2 separate regions of the Salmo salar genome follow, and region 2 is linked to region 1. The links are chromatin contacts, called in public Hi-C maps. All regions are on one chromosome and are shown on one strand. Each heading gives the region's core, a stretch centred on a gene start, on an enhancer-like site or on the middle of the called end of the contact. The rest is flanking DNA. Distances are from core to core; before and after follow the strand shown.

Region 1 (5,982 bases), core at 1,436-3,935:
AACCTCTCCAATACATGTATCTCCCTGTCACAACGCTGCTAAAACTGCAATTACAAATGAATTTACACACTGTCAGCAAACAAAACATGGTTATTGGTTTACTGTGCCATTGTCTAAAACAAAAGGCAGACAATATCACCTCCAAAGCTTTCCAGAATCATAGATTTTGACACCAAATAGGAGTATGAGTGGAGGCTTTACCTCTGAAACAATGGGATATTTGTTCTCGGCATACGCCTACATTTAGGCCAAGGTTTGAGAGGATAAACAGCAGTCTAAGCCATTCTAAGACTTTCCATAGTATAGAACAATTCAAATGTGAATGTGAAGCTATTTTAAAACCCAAATGCAGGCATGGAATGAACTTCTGTTGGATGGAAACACAGCTTATCTTATCATAACTGTATCATGCTACTGCTATGGACAGTCTCGCTCCAATTCAAAGCTAGGGGCGCCTGGCTTAAGTGTTTGGCTTTGTTTCTTCTTCTTAACTGCTGCATTACTTGCACAAACGATTTGATTAAAGTACTGGGACACATTATTCACTCTGCGTGTGAAAAGCGGTCTTTATCTGAAGTGCAGCAGCTGTGAAGCTATTAGCATATGTGCTGTGAGTCAGAATAAGACACCTTTGTTGAAGTGTTAAACCACTTATGCAATTTTACAGCCAAGAATGTGCTCCAGATTTTTCCCAAAATTTGGTTTCAGTTCATTATAAATAATCATAAGATGGAGATAAATTCGGAGAAAGTTGGAAATCTTTCCTCCTCTCTGGCAGACAGCATTGTGTTGTTTAACTTCAACGTTGTTTTACCTCAAGGTTAGGAAAAGATGTGGCTCCTCGGATGAGTTTTTACCTGGTAGTGAACTGCATTTCAAAGCCTTGGCTATCCTAGAAAAATGACGGTACAGTATCATGTAACAGTACAAACACAGACTAAGCACTCAACACATACAACTTTAGATCATACTGTATGTTAACTGATATGTTAAACTATCCCTTTTTTTGGAAGGGTGTCTCTAATATTTACACAGTACTCCAAGTTCTGTATCATATTCAAAGAGCACATCTGAAGTTTGTGATTGGAAACACCTTAGAGAACGTAGGTTGAGCAATGCAGGGGATCATATGGCCGAGGGATGAATGTTTGTTGGTAAACTAAGAAAGGAAGTGGGGACATCTGTATGACTGAAAGTGAGGTGTTAGTTTGTGGCTCAGACAAATAACCATGACTTCCCTAGCAAACATGAGTATGATATCGAAAAGGCTTAGACAAATTCCTAAAATATGTCAATTAGTCCAATTGTAAGATATTTCTATCATGCTCCTTTCCAGTTGTTATGTTTTCACTCATAAACATAAGACCTGTGTATAAAAGGTTATGCTTGTAACAATTAAAAAAGAAAAAATGTACAACCTGAATACCATGCTGGATTCCTGAAACAATTAGAGATATCTGAGGGTAAATCAAAAACAAATCACTGTCCTTGATGAGATATAAATGGGTTCAAAGCTGTAAATGATGCATTGCAATTATATTCATTAGAAAATACAACTCTTGATGGTGTGTAAATAAGTTATTTTCATCTTCAACTCAATAAAGATAATGTTACTGTGAAACCTGTCTCCGTTACGTGACTCAAATAAGGTCCTGTGGCTTGGCAGCTTGGTGTCTGTGTGGCAGAGAGCACAGTGCACCACACCAGGTGGGGGGTGGAAAGGTGGGTGCTGAGATGCAGACAGAGCGGTTTGTCAACATGAAAACAGCTCATGATCACAAACACAGAGGTGCTGCCTTGTACCTACAGTGCAGCCCAGGGGAAATCACCTGTAGTCCCTGTTCACCTCTCTATTTTTCACAGAGGTACAGCACAGGTTGGTCTATGACACTAATTATCTCTTATTGAGTCACTCATTTAGCTGTGTTTCCAAGAACTGAATGCTAAACTATAATCACACTGCCTAAAAATGCTACATAGTAAAAGACTGTCTGTCTGTGTGCTATTGCCTCCTTTAACCACATGCTAGGGGGGTTTGATTTAATTTGTAGCTGCGGGACATGCAAGTGATGTCAACAAGGTTGACATGAGCCCCTTGAACTGTGAACAGGATGGGGAGATTGTCATGACAATGTCTAAAGGTGAGGATTTAATTACAAGCAGAAAAAAACTAGGGAGGTTGGACAACTTTTCACATAAGCCTAATTGATCATTGACATACATGAAAATATAAAAGTTTTCAAATAATAATCAAACAGCAGCTCCCCTTTAGAATGCCCTTTGATGCCCAGGAAAGACCCAGAGAGGCCAGGTGTCACAGACAGTCCAGCATTTTCACACAAGACATTGTTACAAATATAGCCAGGAGCCCAAACTCACTGCAGACTCACTATAACAGCACTCACTGTGGAGGTTTCTTACATAAGCTACTAACAGTGGGATTTAAAGGTAAAGGGGAGAGATTGTTTGGCTGGGGGGAAGAAATTCAGAGCACACACAGATGTAGGAGAAGTCTGTGCCGTGGCTTAACTCCTCTGTCACTGGGTGCCTGCTGTGAAAACAACACCCCCCTTTTCTCCCTCTCTTGCTCCCCCTCGCTCTCTCCCCTGGACGCCAGCCTGACATACCAGACCTTGTTCGTTAGCGCATATTTTTATCCGCCGTTACTAAATTAGGAAGCCAGAGAGAGCAAACTGAGGGTGTCTGCCAAGGCAGAAGAAGAAGGGTCTGCTCAGGCCTGGGTTTGCTGAGGGCCCGTGCCAGCCCTGCCAGGTTCATTAAGAGCCACTTGGGTTTCAGAAATAGAAGCCCAACAGGGACCGAAGCCAAACAGGACCCAGGACAGCCCGGCCAAAAACTCACGGGACAAACAAACAAATAAACTGCTTTCTTATGCACTGCCAGAGTCAACCGGCAGCAGCCACCCTAAGGAGCTATTATAAGTTATCTTGGGCAGTTCTGCAAACAAGGTGAGCACTGCCGCAGGTTTAAAACTGGTGACAGCACACACACACTGCCAACCTGATAGAGAATAAATTAACCTACAAACTCTCTCTAGAGAACAATTTCTTAAAGCAGCCACAGAGACATCAATTCGTGTTAGTTTAGTATTTAAGACAGATGTTTAGATGGATATTTATAAAAAGTACATAACTGCTTGCTAGTTCAGCATGGTTTTAAGACAGGGATGTTTAGATAGATATTTATAAAGTACATTTACATTTTCTAATTTCTCATGCAGTTGGCATAATGTCTGCTCTTTAAGTGCTGATTAGGACATGGATAAAATGCCACCCTAGAGATCATAGTGTTGAAGCAGAATATCAATTGGGGGGTTCGCTGACCTATCTAACCTGCAGGACATTCTCAGATGGAACTTGATACAATTTACATTTGAGGGGCTTGTCCAGTACAGAGATTTCATGAACATCCAGACGTATTTGTGAAATCTGTCTTGTCTTCTTTAGTAACCTTTAATAATATTTTGAATAACTTCTAGAAATAAAAAGTATACTTATAGTATTGACCCAACCCCCAAGGTAAAATAAAAGTTTAAATCAATACCATATCAGTGTCTAAAGTCAGCATATTGCAGCAGCACAAATGTCTCCCTTCAAAATGTGTCAATGTATCACCAACACACACCATATTTAAGAAGGCCACAGAGCATGAAAGGGATGGATGTCTGGTACTTTACTGCCATCTATTGGATCATTAGAAAACTTTACTTCTCCAGCTGTGCAATACAGTCTATGGTCCAGCAGCCCCATCATCAGGGAAAGAATAAAGCAGGAAAGGGAAAGGGAAAGTCAGTTGTACAACTGAATGCATTCAACTGAAATGTGCCTGCCGCATTTAACCCAACCCCTCTGAATCAGAGAGGTGCGGGTGGCTGCCATAATCAACATCCACGTCTTCGGCTCCCGGGGAAAAGTGGGTTAACTGCCTAGGGGAAGAACGACAGATTACTGGCCCAACGCTCTAACCACTAGATTATAGCATGCTGCGTGTTTACATTATTACAGGCATGGCAATTGAGATCATGGTCACATCTGTCTACAGTTTAATCAACTCCAAATAAATGCAATAGATTGAGGCTGTTGTGACAGCATGCACTAAAACACATGTTATCGGAATGAAACTTTATAGCACTTATCTGAAGTGCACTTATCAGGAGTCACTTGTATTACAGAGTTTGAAATCCCAGCTATAGTTGTGTTAAATCTTAATTAATAGGTCTACTCAAAATACTGATATTTTGGCACTATTTTGTGTGTATTATTATTTATTTTAATTTAACCTTTATTTAACTAGGCAAGTCAGTTAAGAACAAATTCTTATTTACAATGATGGCCTACACCGGCCAAATCCAGACGACGCTGGGCCAATTGTGCGCCGCCCTATGGGACTCCGAATCACAGCCGGTTGTGATACAGCCTGGATTATTCACTGCTAGTAAACCTAATAAAGTGAACACGTTATTTAATGCAGTCTAAGTATATTACCTTATTGACATCTTCAGCAAAAGAAGGGATTTGGCATAGCCCATTGAAAAGGGACAAATACACAGACCCAAAGACAGTAGGTAATGATGATGGATAGGGATTCCTCTAACTGGATTTCCACTTGGCTGGAGCAAGCTTTTATTAAATGTCTCCATTGGAAAATGATTACACAGTCCCATGTGGGACCGCACCAAGGTGGTCTGTATATCCTCACACTCCAGGACAGTTGACTATAAACCAATAAACCCATAAAGATCACCCATATTAGAAACTAATGGAGTAGTAATAGGAGCAATTTCCTCTTTCCCTAGTGCCCTTTAAAGATCCTCGCCAAAATAAGATATTTTATGAGCTGTTGAATCAAACAATAAGAAAGCATATTATTTATTGCTGCAATTATGACAATGTGCCTATTGTAAAGTCGGTCCTCAAGGAAACTAGAAATGCTACATTTTTCATGAAGGAGCTTTAGGAGGACAGGCTCATTGTAATGGCTGGAATAGAACGGAGTCAAACACGTTGTTTCCATGTGTTTGGAACCACTTCATTAATTCCATTCCAGCCATTACAATGAGCATTTCCTCTTATAGCTCCTCCCACCAGCTTGCACTGGATTTAACAATAAGTAGACAAAACCTATATAGCTGTATTACACCACCTTTTGTATCATGAGGTGAGGTCCTTAGAGCTAGCACCAAAAAGCACATGTTCTTGACATTAAGGATTGGAGCATGGGAATGATGCAACAACATAGCACATCAAACAGTCATATTTGTCTTCAGCTCCAGGTACTTCGTTTTTGCATTGCCTACTTACATTGGGTGTAACTTAAGCATTAAAGTGTGTTGCAGTAAGAGTGGTTTTGACAAACTGATGGCAATGTTTTCCATTCTGGAAATTTGTTTAGGATCACTCTTAGTCTGGAACCTCCCCCTCTTGGGATCTTTGAGACTAACAAGCTCCTCTACCAAGACAAGGTGGCAACACACAGAGAATATTTATTTATTTGTATTTGATTTGTCATTAAATGGAATGTGCCTGCCTCAGATTGCACTTTAAATCAAAGGTGGGGTCTTACTGCTCATTGGCTAACCAGCATTCATGTCTATACTTTGGCAGATTGTTTGGTTAACGCCATATCTTCAGAGTCCTGAGGCCTGAAACCCATACCATTAGTCTTTCTGAAACCCAATATTTAGTGATTGTTTGGGGTATTTTGTCCCTCTTTGTCAGACAATTGGCATAGGCTACAGGCCATATTTCACATTTGGTACATGGGCCACATATCACAATCGACACAGGGACACATTTCAGAATCGGCACACTGTCCACATTTGGAAGCTCCAACAAGCGGCAAAACAATAATACAAATGATTAGAAAATGCAATTTCCTTTGATTGCGTTCCTTCAGAATGTGTTTTTATATTTTAGTTTGAATTCTGAAAGTTCTGTGGCATTTCAGTTTAGAATGTTGAAG
Region 2 (5,982 bases), core at 2,110-4,609, 110 kb before region 1:
GGCAATATCTGGGCTGGTGTTCAGGAGGGGGAGGGTCCTGACTGTAAAAGGTGCAGCAACACAGCTCTGATAATGATCAGAGGCCCATGGTATCATCACAGGGAATCAGTTCAAAATGAAAATATGTTGTTTCACAAACGTGAATGTGTCGGCATTTCAGGCAGTAACTATGGCGTAACGGAGAAAAAACATGCTCCTTGAAGCTAGTTGTACATAGCCTACAGCCGGTTGTGCACAAAAGCAACATGCAGAATTGTAAAGTACATTTGTGCAGAGCATAATGCCTGAAATTGCTGATTAACAAAAGACTTAGATGTAATTGAAGCCAGTTCCCATTTAAAACAGTCACTAAAATGGGGCACCATTACAAGACAGAACAACTATTTTTACCTTACAGTACATTTTAAAACAAGACAATTATCACATGCAGCGATCACAGATCACACAAGCCTTTTGGCAGAAACATCTTTGCAGATTTGTTTTCTGTGTGTTATCTGAACCAGAATGGTTCTTCTGCCATCAAATCAACAGTGAATGAACCTAGAACATGTAGAATGTTTAGTTTCTGTGTTTGGGTAAATAAATATACTCTTTGTTGTAAATAATTAACACCGCCCACCGTGGAGCAGGATTACATAAGAGGCTGTATGTACCACTCAAACATTTAGTTTTCATCTGAACGTAAGACAAAATAAACTATGTTGACTAAATTGTGCTTTCACTAGAATGCATTGAAGAGCAAGTGATGCAGAACTGACCAGACCTGACTGTCATTAGGCAAACACCAGAGGAACTTGAGTCTCAGTGAGGGAAGAGAATATGCATACATGAATGAGAAAAGATTAATGGATGTGAATCAAGAGCCTCTAATAGATTAAGTGGAAAAGAGAGCAAATTCTAATAATAGCGTCCATTAATGAGCCTGGATAGAAACTCTTTAGCGGGTGCTCTGGTATTGTTTTGGCTCAGGAAGCAGAGAGCAGGGCCACAGTTTGTGAGACTGCAGTGCAGTCACTCACTCACTAGTTAGCTGTTCCAAGAAATCCATATTCCACTTGGAGGGCCCCTTAGTATAAAAACAAATACAGTTTAGAATGCTTTCTTAATGGAAAAAACACACACTGGAAGTGGTAATCCACTGGGAACAACGGCTTCCACGGTTCTCAAGAAATAGAGGAATAATATGTTCAGATAGACTCTCTTTGACACACAAACAGCCCTTGCAATCGCTCTTTAAGAGCCTGTAACTCTCCAGTATTAATGAAGGAATCTGCACAGCTTGCAGGCATATTGCATAAGAGAGAGAAGAGTCACATCCCCTAACATTCTGACAAGCTCTCATTCTTAATGCTCAACAGAGTGAGAGAGAGCATGGAAAGAGTGAAACTGTGTGCAAAGCATCTCTAATGCATTGAGGAGTGTGACTGTATCACACAAAGAATTCCACATTGGATTGCTAATTAGGTGTAAAAAATGATATCACAGAGTTGCTTTAATTACATCCATATCATTTATGTTTGAGCAAAGCATAAGAAGTTCATAGCCTTCTCGTGAGCCAAGGTTTAGGTATTTGAACGAGAGCCAAAACAGATGGCTCATTTTAGACAGAACAATTGAAAAATAATTGCTATCAAAAACTGCTCTCTGAAAATACAGAATTAAAATACAGCTACAACAATTTGCCTGCAAAAGCAGAATACTGTATGTTGTGAGTGAATATTCTGACCCTCACTAGGCTTATGTCATGATCACTTAGACCCAGACTACCATGTGGAGCCCACTGCTCTCCACTCTCCTTATTTATCATGATTCATGTCTGCAGAGCACTGGGACTGAGCCACTGTGAGACCTCTCCACACTTAGAAAAAAGGGTTCCAAAAGGGTTATTCGGCTATCCCCATAGGAGAACCCTTATAACCCTCTGTAGAAAGGGCTCTACATGGAACCAAAAAGGGTTCTGACTGGAACCAAAAAGGGTGCTACTTGGAAGGAAATGGGTCTTTCTACCTGGAACCAACAAGGTTCTTCAAAGGGTTCTCCAATGGTTCTCCACATCCAAATAACTCTTTTAGGTGCCTTTTTTTCCTAAGACTGCAGGAAGAATGGTGGAGCCCTTCCCCCTTATTTAATCTTAAACACTGGCTTTTATGCAACTCGTGCTAAATTAACATCACCCCTCTGCAGAGCCTCATTTACCCGAGGTGCCTGTAATGTTCTAGGAGTGAAATGACTGTATGAAATTCTCATTTCTGCTCAACGTAAGATGTGGTGTATTAACAGAAACACACTTTCATGTGTTAGTTTGTCAGCTGCCAAATCCTGTTATGATCTCAGATTGAAACCAGACTCATGTTCATTCTTAATGAACACATATAGTCAACTCATATCACATGTGGTAAAGACCTCCTTCACACTGCTGCAGAAAGGAAACTATGAAAACGGCTCCAAAAAGCTTTCAAGCTACAGTTCATATGCTTCCACAATGTGGAAGAGAGAAAAACTAAGCTGCAATGACATGCCATGTCATGTCCATGGACAAAATGATTCATTTGCACTTTGCCGGTATACATCAATATGAAGAAAGAGTTTTCTTTCTGAGGACAAGTGCTGGCATATCAGATGAGATTAGGGTTTGGATCAGTGCCGCCATTCCCTAGGCTTAATCAGTGATCCGGAGCATTTCCCAGGACACTCTCCGTGCTTGTAAGCCCCTCTTAGTGGTGATATCAAGCCACACCACCGGAGGAGAAAAGAGAGCGAGCAACAAGACAGAACTGGTGCAAAAGGCCTCTCCTCTCCCAATAGCTGCTGCTTGTGAAAAATCAGAGCTATGTAAGGAATGGCCATCTGACAGCAGCACTGGAGAGAGAGAGGTTTCTCTTCCAAGCAGTCTGTGTCTGCTGTTCTACCCAGTTTGGTACAAACAACAGCTGCAGTCTCCTGCCAGTGTGCCAACGGCTGACACCCCTCCCTTGGCATGGGGGCGGCACAGCACCCCACAACGTTACCGCTTACCCAGCACAGGGACAGGGCTCCGAGCACTGCCAAAGACCAAATACAGACAGACCAAGTATTTCACCCAGCCCAGACTGAGAGCATCGAATCACCTCACCAACCACAGACTCAAACTTATACCCAGCATATCTAGGCTCACGAAGCAGGACATAATTAAATGTATAATCTATAGCTTTAAATATAGCTTCTGTTGATTGGATAATGTATTTTCACTACTATCATAATACTGTATCATATGAGACACGGTGGCCTGTCTGGTAGGCAGAGGGTTAACGTCCACCTGCCTCTGCCTCTCACACAGCACATAGCAGCCATGACAGGCTGTCCGGTCATTGTGTACAGAGGACTTAGAGGGATGTCATGGCCGGAATACCTCCAGGGTTCTGCTGGCCTAGGCATCTTGCAGGCTCTCTCCAGCCTTATAAGTACTGGGAAAAACAGATGCACCTGTCAATAGAGGGAAGGAAACTAGAGGAGGGAGGGTGGGATGGAGGTGTCAGTCTTAAAGGAAACACTGTGTTTATTTACCTTCCAAAGAGAATCTGCCGCCTGAACCCTACCTTTTAATATGTTAACCCTTTCAGGCAACAAACAAGTTCACAATGAAAGGATAGCCCTAAGAAAATATATAGTGACTGTTTTCATCCCTAAACCCCAAACAAAACTTGTACCACAAACATGTTTGGAGCGACACAAAGTGAGCAGCCGATTGAGAACAAGAGGCAGTCTTGATCTGTTACTATCCAGGAGGAACAGATGGACGTGTGACCTTCCTGGTGTCCTTGGTGGTTTGATTGTGTGTCACCATAGCGGTTGGCCAGACATTAGCAGCTGCTGCCATTTTCCTCTGTTACTGTACTCAACCATCTACGCCTCTTCTTTGGAACACATTGGCAAAAAAGATCTGTCCCTTTGGACTGACTCTTGGAGCTTTGGATGTAATCACTTCACCAACCTGTCTAGCTGCAGTCTGAATAATATAGTGAACATACAGCATCTCTGTCAGGGTACTGAGGACAGAACAGAACATGCTGACAGTCAGCTTGGGTGTCTTGCTATACAGTAAGGACAGTGTACCATCACTCTAACATGGATATGAAGACCATGTTAACTAACTGCCTTCAATGTTCCCAATACTCACAGACAGACAACAAATACAGTCCCCTCGCATGCAATAAATGACCAAGAATCTGACAAAAGCTGTCGATGACCATGTCGCAGGCACATGTACATGTATACAGACAGTGAGGTGAGGGCCTATTGGGCGGAGCCACAGACAGTGAGGTGAGGGCCAATTGGGCAGAGCCACAGACAGTGAGGTGAGGGCCTATTGGGCAGAGCTACAGACAGTGAGGTGAGGGCCTATTGGGCAGAGCCACAGACAGTGAGGTGAGGGCCTATTGGGCAGAGTCACAGAGACCTAATGAGTTCCTCCTGAAGGACCTACTGTAGCCGCTGGGCTGGGGCTCACGCCACACTGGCACTGCCAGGTCTGTCCTACCCTGCATGCCACCTAATGAGATGCACAAAATGATATTATTAACCATCTGCATCCTTCAGCTGGGAGCCAGGGATCAGGGAAGAGCTGCACTCAATCCCTCCAAAGAGGCTGGGGTCATTCTCTCAGTTATCCACTGCCATAGAGCATAATATGAGGTGTCTGGAAATGTTTAGGATTTAATAGTGGAATACATGGAAACAACATCTAACAACATACAACTTCCATCACTTCTACCACTACTGGGAGCTATCAGTGAGAGGGAATGCATTCTCTCTGGTTCTATGGCGAGTGGGCCATTGGCCCTGTCCTTACTTTGTGCAGTCATCCAAGTCAAAGTTGTCAGGGATTGGCCCTAAGTCAAAGTGTTTTCTTTAAGGCAACAATACCAGAATTCCATAGTTTGTAAAGGGACATGTTCAGGTCCACACTTTAGTACTCTGACCACAACGCCACCAGCCAGTAGCCTTGCTTTTGTATACATATTAAGGTAATAACCTAGTACAAGGAACTGAACAACAAAATATTATTTACCTGTGAATCTACCCACTGAATAGGTATACAGCAGTACTGTACAGTGAGGGAAAAAAGTATTTGATCCCCTGCTGATTTTGTACGTTTGCCCACTGACAAATAAATGATCAGTCTATAATTTTAATGGTAGGTTTATTTGAACAGTGAGAGACAGAATAACAACAACAAAAATCCAGAAAAACGCATGTCAAAAATGTTATAAATTGATTTGCATTTTAATGAGGGAATTAAGTATTTGACCCCCTCTCAATCAGATAGATTTCTGGCTCCCAGGTGTCTTTTATACAGGTAACAAGCTGAGATTAGGAGCACACACTTAAAGGGAGTGCTCCTAATCTCAGCTTGTTACCTGTATAAAAGACACCTGTCCACAGAAGCAATCAATCAATCAGATTCCAAACTCTCCACCATGGCCAAGACCAAAGAGCTCTCCAAGCATGTCAGGGATAAGATTGTAGACCTACACAAGGCTGGAATGGGCTATAAGACCATCGCCAAGCAGCTTGGTGAGAAGGTGACAACAGTTGGTGCGATTATTCGCAAATGGAAGAAACAAAAGAACTGTCAATCTCCCTCGGCCTGGGGCTCCATGCAAGATCTCACCTCGTGGAGTTGCAATGATCATGAAAACGGTGAGGAATCAGCCCAGAACTACACGGGAGAATCTTGTCAATGATCTCAAGGCAGCTTGGACCATAGTCACCAAGAAAACAATTGGTAACACACTACGCCGTGAAGGACTGAAATCCTGCAGCGCCCGCAAGGTCCCCCTGCTCAAGAAAGCACATATACATGCCCGTCTGAAGTTTGCCAATGAACATCTGAATGATTCAGAGGACAACTGGGTGAAAGTGTTGTGGTCAGATGAGACCAAAATGGAGTTATTTGGCATCAACTCAACTCGCCGTGTTTGGAGGAGGAGGAATGCTGCCTAT

What was found. A called contact is a pair of places that touch in the nucleus more often than the background predicts.
Region 2: a Hi-C map of muscle shows a contact between it and region 1, with 4 times the contacts expected there. The contact joins the enhancer-like site here to the promoter of ttc23 in region 1. A contact is called at or near these places in 2 of 3 Hi-C or Micro-C datasets (gill and muscle).

The regions. Positions count from the first base shown.
Region 1 is chrssa10:88,948,244-88,954,225 of Ssal_v3.1, reverse strand. ttc23 (tetratricopeptide repeat domain 23) reads left to right here and starts at 2,685. Exons shown (of 11, transcript XM_014124115.2): 1 at 2,685-2,969. The coding sequence starts at 2,893.
Region 2 is chrssa10:89,061,003-89,066,984 of Ssal_v3.1, reverse strand. The region is part of intron 6 of LOC106560805 (myocyte-specific enhancer factor 2A); the gene reads right to left. Among protein-coding and RNA genes, the nearest start is that of LOC106560804, 33 kb to the left of the region's middle. Within about 2 kb of position 3,359, at least 1 of the 13 cell types and tissues checked has an H3K27ac peak or open chromatin away from gene starts, as enhancers often do. A contact at or near this core is called in muscle, where this site is marked.